Linked DNA regions of Gossypium hirsutum: all the other regions are linked to region 3. Evidence: chromatin contacts called from public Hi-C data. All regions are on one chromosome and are shown on one strand. Each heading gives the region's core, a stretch centred on a gene start, on an enhancer-like site or on the middle of the called end of the contact. The rest is flanking DNA. Distances are from core to core; before and after follow the strand shown.

Region 1 (2,700 bases), core at 74-2,573, 200 kb before region 3:
AAGAATCGTCGGGGACGTCTCGAGGTCGGTTTCTGGTTTCGCGCGATTTTTCGAAGCTTTGAGAATCGACTTCGTCGATGGAAAGCGAAGGGCAACGGAGAACGGAAGTCGGAGAGCAAAGGTAACTGTTGTGTGATTCTTCGCCGGAGTTGTAATCGGAGCTGGATAACTGTTTTTGGCTGATGTTTTCGTCTTTCATCGGAGGAGTTGTAAAGTTGGTGAGCGCGTCCTGTCCACGTAGCTGAATAGCCGCTTTGTCGTAAACCATTGCTGCTTCTTCGGCGGTGTTATAGGTACCTAACCATAACCGCACACGTCTTAACGGATCTCTTATCTCCGCTGCCCATTTTCCCCAAGGTCGTTGCCTTACCCCTCTAAACTTCTTCCCCGCCGGTACTTTCGCCGCCGCTTTAACTTTTAACTTCTCCGCCGCCGGCTTTTTTCGAACACACCTCGACTCTGTGGGATTTGTTGACTCAATGGTAATCTCGTTGACGAACTTCTTGACTCTGTTCCTCGAACGACGTCGTATCATTCGTGTTTCTTCTTCATCGTCGCTAGAAGAATCAGTAGCATCAGCATCAGTAACTGAAATTCGTACAATTCGAGGCTTCATTTCTGGCTTATTCTCGACTCTTCCATTTACCAATGGCGAAAGGAGCTTAGTTTCATTGCGATGCTCAGTGTATTTGATTAAAGAAACTGAACAAGGATCCATTTTTTCTGGGTTTTTCTGGTTTTTTTTTTGTGGTGTTAAGTAAGAGTATGAAGTGAGATAAAAAGGAAGATCAAAAGGAAAGAGATTCCTTTGAGCTTTGAGAGTCGAGACACGAGGAGAATAAAGGGAAAGCTGAAGAACTAAAAGAAAGAAAGAAAGAACAACCACGTTAAAGAGAAGCTTGAAACGAAGAGAAATCCACCATTAATCTCTTCATCAAAAAGTTCATCAAACGACGAGAAAACCAAGAGTGAGCCAAAAAAGACGAAATTTTTGTAAGCAAAAAAGTTGCAGAGCTTAAAAAAAAAAGGGGATAGCAAACGCAAGCAAATGGCTTTTGTGGAAAAAGAGATAGAGAATAAATATCTCTCTCAGAAAAAAAAAAGAACAGTGCTGTTCACAGTCACTTAACTAAGAGCATAAATTAGCTATTTTTTGGTAACTTTGGAATCTAAGTCTTAAAAGAAATAAAGAACCCAACTTGATTTTTGAGGATACTTGGTCCAGAAAAGTAAAAAGAAAGAAGAAATGTTATGGAGAGGGACCAGAAAATTTGATAAGAAAGAAGAGTGAAGCAGAGCTGAAATATGAAAACAGAGTATTCAACTTGTCTCTATATATATTCCACTAATCAAGTTGGGTTTTTTAATTGAAGGTAACTCATTTTGATTATATAAGTTAAACAAAAGAGAATTTTTTGCAGACAATTATATAATAATCGTGGGTTCATTTGCCGTTTTGTTTGATTTTCGGGTTTGGATTATTTCTCAACTATTAGTGTTTAGACAGATATGTATGGTGTAATCCAGTTTGTTGATATTGATGAAAATTTTTGTAATTATTTCTCCCAAAGGTTAATGAAAACACTACGAATAACAACAATGACCAGTCATAATAATGGTTACGTCTTAACTTAATCATCATTAGCTATTAAATTTTGTATTCCAAACTGGCCGTTCACGTTTCAATTGTAATACCGCTTTTATTAACTTCTTCAAATTCATCTTTAATAGTCTTAGCTCAGTTAGTATTGATATTATTATTAATATAAGAGAATAAGAGTTCAAATGCGGTCAACCACTTTTATTCTCCTATTTAAAAGGATTATAAATAATTCTAAACACTTTGTATAAAAATAATTATTTCGAAATCTACTTAAAGAATAATTGTGTTCTTCAAATTGATTTTTCCAAAAATTAATTGAAAATTTGTATTGTAATGAAATTTGATGGAAGTACCTATTGAAGCCATAATTGATGTATGAAATATACGTTTCTTTGAATAGATGAAAAGGAAGTAGCATGCCTAACTACACACATTTTTTGAATTTTCAAATAAGCAATTAAGTGTTGAAGATATTTTATGCCATTTTTCAAGATAATTTTTCACTCGAGGGAAAAAAATATTATAAAACATTCAAATGTCTGAATACTAATTATCCATCAAATTTCAAACAGTATTCTTCAAGATTTTTCTCTTCTTCTTTTTTTTTTCTTCTAATTTGGCCCCTTGTTTCCTTTTATGATTGTTAGGTTTCTTTTTCGACTGTCTCTATCGATGTCAACTCTAAAGCTCTATGAATCTAATAGCTAGATTAATACCGGCGTCCTTAGGTTTTCTTCGTTTTTCATGTTAGGGTTCATGGTGGCTTTTGACACTTTGTTTAGAGCCTGACTGCGACATCCGACATGGCATTCCATACTCAAGGTGTACATGTCGAAGGTGCAATGATGTTGCCTAACCTTATGTTACTTGCTGCTCTCTCTCTCTCTCTCTCTCTCTCTCTCTCCCCTCCTATTGGTGGTAGGTGCTAGAGTTGTTCATGGGTCGGACACCTAGCTTGATCTACTCGAAAAATAAGAGGTTCTGGGTAAAAATATAAGCTCGAAAAATAGGCTAGGGCAAAAAAAAGGCCTGCTTAGAAAATGGGTCAAGCCTCAGGTAACGTTTTTTGCCCAGCCTCAGACCGAATTTACAATTAA
Region 2 (2,764 bases), core at 28-2,527, 260 kb before region 3:
CGTGAACAACCAACTATTGCACTATAAAAATTGGATAGGTTCGATCTATGGTCATTGGGTCCTCCTAAAAAGATCTACTAAATTCATTGAGTTGTTCCAAAGAATCAAAACAGCCAATTATTAATGGAATTCCTTGTCGGCTCTCTGTAAAATACTCGTTTGGACGAAGGCTTCCAAACACATCATAAGCTAAACCTGTGCTGACGAATAACCAACCCACGATGAATAGGGAAGGTATAGAAATATCATACTGTTAACAATAAGAGTAAATGTAAAGTGGTTTTTTTAAAGGTTTTTCTATTTTCTTTAGCTAAAATTGTATCGGTTAAAGGGTTAAAAAAATTATCTTTAGAAGAAAACTAATGCAAAAAGAGAAAAAAAGAGAAAAAAAAATTCAGGATAAACTCATTGGTATCAAGAATTGGCTTGGAAAACGGCTTGTTAGTACTTAGTGGAGAGAAGGCTTTTATTTATTTATTTATTTAATCTTTTTGGGTTTTGTGATTTTATAGATGTGGAATGCCTTTGTTTTAAAATATAAAAACTTTGGATAGGAAGTTTGAGGATCAAATTGATAGAATTTGTAAATGTGAAGGGTTAAATTTATTAAATTATTTAGAATTAGGATCAAATTGATAGAATATGTAAGTATTGAGTACTAAATGCATCATTATACCAATTGAAAAAAAATCTTTTTGTTATCAATTTACAGCATGTGATAAAAACAATAACGAATTAAAACGTCAATGCTTAAATTCAAAATTTTTAAAGTTAGGTGACCAAAACAAGAATACATGCATAGTTGAGTAACTATTTGTGTAGTTTACCCTAAATTTTTTAACACGAAAGATTAATTTAAATTTAATGTATAAAGATTAATTTACCCAGATAACATCATACATTTTCATATTCAGGTAACCCATTTAAAACTAGATAATAGATATAACACCTATTCTTTGTCCAGTAGTGAAAATAATTATACTATGGCAATATGCATGGATCAATCCAATTTGTGCACATCATTTTCGTCTCTTCTTTCACATTTTTTTCTTAATTTAAAGAGTTTTTATTTTAATAATTATTGGAAATTATGATTTTTAATTTTAATTAATTATTGATATATCATATAAAACAAAATAGTGCGAAAGATTAAGACCAATTTACTTAAAATAAAAGAATAGAGACCCAATCAAATAAAAGTGTAAAAGAATGGAGGGCTAAAGTTCGTATTATGCCAAAATAAGTATTTAACAGCTAGCGTAATAAAGGGACTTCTATGTAAGTTTTACCCAGAAAACTTGTAGTGCGCCATATTTGGTTTCCAGTATGGGCTAAGTACAACCTACCCAAGTATTTAGCCTCAGTAGGGCACCAAAAAAAGGACAAATTCCTGAAAGTCTTTTCCCTTTCTGCTTCTTCTTCACGACGCTTTGTATCCCTTTTTCTTTGTTTTGTTTTCAATTTCACAAATAATGGCTATTAAGAATGAAATTATTACTTCGACAGATTTGGGTGACAACGAAATTGGGAATATCAGTACTTGGAGCATTCCCAAAATGATTTCTCTTGTAAAATCCACTTTTCGTTCCAACGATTTCGCCATGGTAGAAAGGGAATTATTGGCGAGAGAGCAGAAATCAAAGCTGGAAATCGAGTCACTGAAACAGGCAAAGGATTCATTTTCCTACAAATTCGAAGAAGAGAGGTTGGAAAAAATGGGTTTTGCGGATGATCTGAGGAAATGCAAGAAAGAATGGGAGGATATGAGGGGTGAGGTTTCGAAGTTGCGGGAAGAAAATATGGTTTTGAGGGAAAGAGGAAAGTCTGCTGAGGAAAGGTGTAATAGATTGTCGGAGGAAGTGAAGGGCATGTATGAGAAACAACACGAAATTATAAATTTGAGAAGCAAGAATTGCGAGCTTGAAAATGAGAAAGCCAAAGCTGAATCTGAGTTGGAAATACTGAGGAAGAGATTCGAGGAGTTGGATAAGAGGGTTTTGTGTTTAGAGACTGGTTTTAATACTCTACAAGATGAAGATGATTCCAAGAGCAACAATAGGAATGGGGGAGAAATTGGGGTTTCCGAAAATGGGGGGCTAAAACCAATTGAAGCTAACGGTTATTCACCAAATGCTGGTAAAAATTCAACATTCTTGAACCTTTTTTTTTATTTTGTTTTCGTGTTTATATTGTTGTTTGGTTGGTTAAATTCATGCTGGAGTTGCTATTTAAGATTGCTATGCATATGAAGATTTCAGTATCATTTCAGGTTATGGATTGATGGTGATATTTTTTAGGGTCGGATCCTCAACAAGTCCCAGGGCTTTTTTTTTTTTTTTTGTTTAGGGTTGGATTCTCAAAAGGTCTAGTATTCTGTCTCGGGGTTCTATGCTCCGTTTTAGCCTCGAGCTTTTGCCCTGTCCATGAACGGGGCATGGAGACGCCACATGCTGGTGCCAAGAGTCACAAACAGTGCCTGAACAGGCGAACCAGGAGAAACTTGAGAGTTTTATGGTGGGGTTTGAATTCATTCCCTATAGCATATTGGCATTTATGGGTAAGATGAGTACCACTGGGACAAAACTTTGGGGTTAAAATGGAATATAGGTGCTCCAAGAATATAATACCGGACTTGTTGAGGGTCCAACCGTCAATAATGCTCTGTATCAAATAATAAATACTGATACTTGTATAGCAGGATAAGCAATTTGCTCTAAAGGTTAGGTTCTATTGCAGGAAATTCCAAACATTTAACCTTTTTTTT
Region 3 (2,764 bases), core at 130-2,629:
CAATACTTAATAAATGTGGGATAACATCACCTAACACTCCCCCTCACGTGTAGCTCAACTGGGCCTACAAATAGACAACCTGAATACTAATGTTATGCATCCAAACTGAAACCAAAAGTAATAAGTGGAAGGACCAAACTTGTAAATGAGACCACAGGAAATCCAGTAATTAACAGATATAGGATAACAACACTTGATAGCTAAAAATACAAATTATAGAGCCAAGGCAAGAAAGAATGTAAACTAGTTTGGTTCAGGAATACAATCAACTACCTTTGGTGGTTTAAATGGATAGTCCGGAGGGAAATGAATGGTGACTAGAAACACTCCACCAGCATAAGGACTGTCAGGAGGACCCATAATAGTTGCTTGCCAATGAAACATGTCTTCAGCAACAGGGCCTAATTCAATAGTAAAAATAAGCAAAAGGACAATAGTTAGATGAACAATCACCAAGTAATCTTATGATAATATTTTCCCAAATAAAAATTGAACGAACCACTCATCCTTTCTCTTATTTGCCTTAAGAAATTTAAGCACATATAACAGAAATGACGAGTTCATATACTCAATACATGCAATTATGCAAATCGTTTCCTTACAAACTTCACCTATACATGAACAATTTCGTATGACCGAATAACACCTTAACAAACAGACATGAACAATAATTAACTAATAATTAGACATGAAAATTTTAAAAAAATAAAAAAGAAATATATTGTGGTTAGAAAAAAATGGAATCATCATGGTCAAAATGAAAAGACTAATAATTAAGTATAGAAAATAGATTCGTTATATATAGGTCAAATTGAATTATGCAGCAATAGTAATTATCATGTCATAATTTTCTTTTTCAAAAGCAGATATCTAAAAAATTTCTAATCATTTTTTCAAAAAAAAAAAAGAGTTTCAACGAACAAATCTTTAAAAATTCAGAAATGAACAAATCGAAACACGAAATAGAAAAAAAAATTTTGAACCTGCGCTGCAAGAGGTAGGAGGATCTTTCTGGAGATCCTTGAGCTCCTTCAAGATCCGCTTTGAAGCCATCACCTAAACCCTAAAACAAACAAAATCTTTAAAAAAATAGAACTTTTCAAGCTAGATCGCTTTTTGTGTCTAGCAAAGAAAATTTTAAATTGAAGAGAAACCAAAAAAATGAAACGAAATAAAGAGGAAACTGGAGAGAAAAAAGAACAAGTACCTGAGAGATCCTCCTGTCCTAGGCTATTGTCTGTTTGGGGTTTTTTTTTTTTTTTAGTTGCTGAAAATAGCGGAAGAAATGTAAAGAGGCAAAAATAAAGCTTTAAAAATAGATCTCCCAGAACATCATTTTTTAATAATAAAAATTATAATTATTATGTAGAAAAAGGCAAAAATTGGGATGTTTTGTGCTCTCATTGGCTATCTTTGTAGACCCCACACGATTATAAGAGAATTTTATTTTGTATTTCTTTTGACACGGATACCTTCTCTTTAGAGATGGCATTGGCAACCGCGTGTGGCGCGTGAAGGTAATTTGCAGGAGTGTGCAAAAATAAATCGTTGATTTTGGTTTTGAAAAAAAATATTTTTTTATTTTTATTTTTATATTTTATAAACTCAAACTCAATTCAAAAACTAATCGTAATCGGGGTAAATTACATTTATTGTCACTAAATTATTAATAAATTTATGTTTTCGTCACTCAATTATAAAAGCTTACAAAATGATCACTAAATTATTCGAAAGTTTTTATTTAATTCAACGAGTTGTTAAAATTGATGTTATATGACTTTTTTATCCGCATCGCCTCCACCAATCAAACGATTTGCTTTCCCTTCTCTTTTACAATTCATTTTGTTTTCAAGAAACAGCTTTAAACGTTGTGAATATGCAAACCAAAATTCAAACAATTTTTTTTTCTGATATCATACATTGATCTTTAGATTGACTTAGATTTAAGGTATATTTTTCTACTCTTAATGGATATTGAGCTACTGTACCAACCATCTAATTGTTGCTTGAAACTCGTTAGTCAGGCTTTAAAAAAAAAACAACCCAGTATTTTAAATAGAAACTTTAAAATAATTTAATCTCATTTCATAATTTTTTTTAAGTTTAATCACGTAATTCACCCTTAAAATTTATACCTAATTGGGCCAATATCCAAAAATTAAATCCAATTGATATTTAAACTCAATTAATAAATTAAACCCAAAAATACTACACCCGAACCCGATCCTTCACTTGCACTACGCGGTTCATTTCAGCATTTGACGCTTTTTTTTTTTCTCATTGAAGCAAAACTCACTTCACTATTTGATAAATAAAAAAATTGTTAATGAAAATAATTTTGTTGCAATGTTGTGTTGGATTATGAAACTTGTGTTATATCGTGTTGTGTTAAATTATTTAGTTTGTCATGTAATAGTTTGTATAATTTCTTTTAAATGTAGATTGTGGATAGAGTTTATCTAAAATAAGTTCTTTTGTTTTTTTTTGTTGGTTTTAGAGGTAAGTTAATTTTGTTTTAAAAGTAAATTGGATTTTAAAATTTTTTGGGTCGCCCCTAATTTTGTTTGGGGTAAATTACGCTGATAATCACTCTAAAATAGGGTTAGCTTTAGTATGATCATTTTAAAAAAAATTCTTAATTTAGTCACCCTGAATAAAATAATTGTGTAAATTAACCACTATCATTAAAATAATTATACGGATTTGTTGGGTGATATTTTGAAATAAAAAATATTTACTTTGTAGCAATATAACTAAAAAATGG

What was found. A called contact is a pair of places that touch in the nucleus more often than the background predicts.
Region 1: a contact with region 3 is called in a Hi-C map of leaf, with 4 times the contacts expected there. The contact joins the promoter of LOC107950745 here to the promoter of LOC107950744 in region 3. A contact is called at or near these places in 3 of 34 Hi-C or Micro-C datasets (leaf and petal).
Region 2: a contact with region 3 is called in a Hi-C map of leaf, with 4 times the contacts expected there. The contact joins the promoter of LOC107950746 here to the promoter of LOC107950744 in region 3. A contact is called at or near these places in 11 of 34 Hi-C or Micro-C datasets (anther, callus, hypocotyl and 2 more).

The regions. Positions count from the first base shown.
Region 1 is chrD03:33,380,374-33,383,073 of Gossypium_hirsutum_v2.1, reverse strand. It overlaps LOC107950745 (ethylene-responsive transcription factor CRF1), which reads right to left and starts at 1,323. Exons shown (of 1, transcript XM_016885698.2): 1 at 1-1,323. The coding sequence starts at 718.
Region 2 is chrD03:33,432,872-33,435,635 of Gossypium_hirsutum_v2.1, reverse strand. It overlaps LOC107950746, which reads left to right and starts at 1,277. Exons shown (of 2, transcript XM_016885699.2): 1 at 1,277-2,136. The coding sequence starts at 1,473.
Region 3 is chrD03:33,177,313-33,180,076 of Gossypium_hirsutum_v2.1, reverse strand. LOC107950744 (ubiquitin-conjugating enzyme E2-17 kDa) reads right to left here and starts at 1,379. Exons shown (of 5, transcript XM_016885696.2): 1 at 1,208-1,379; 2 at 984-1,063; 3 at 274-401. The coding sequence starts at 1,053.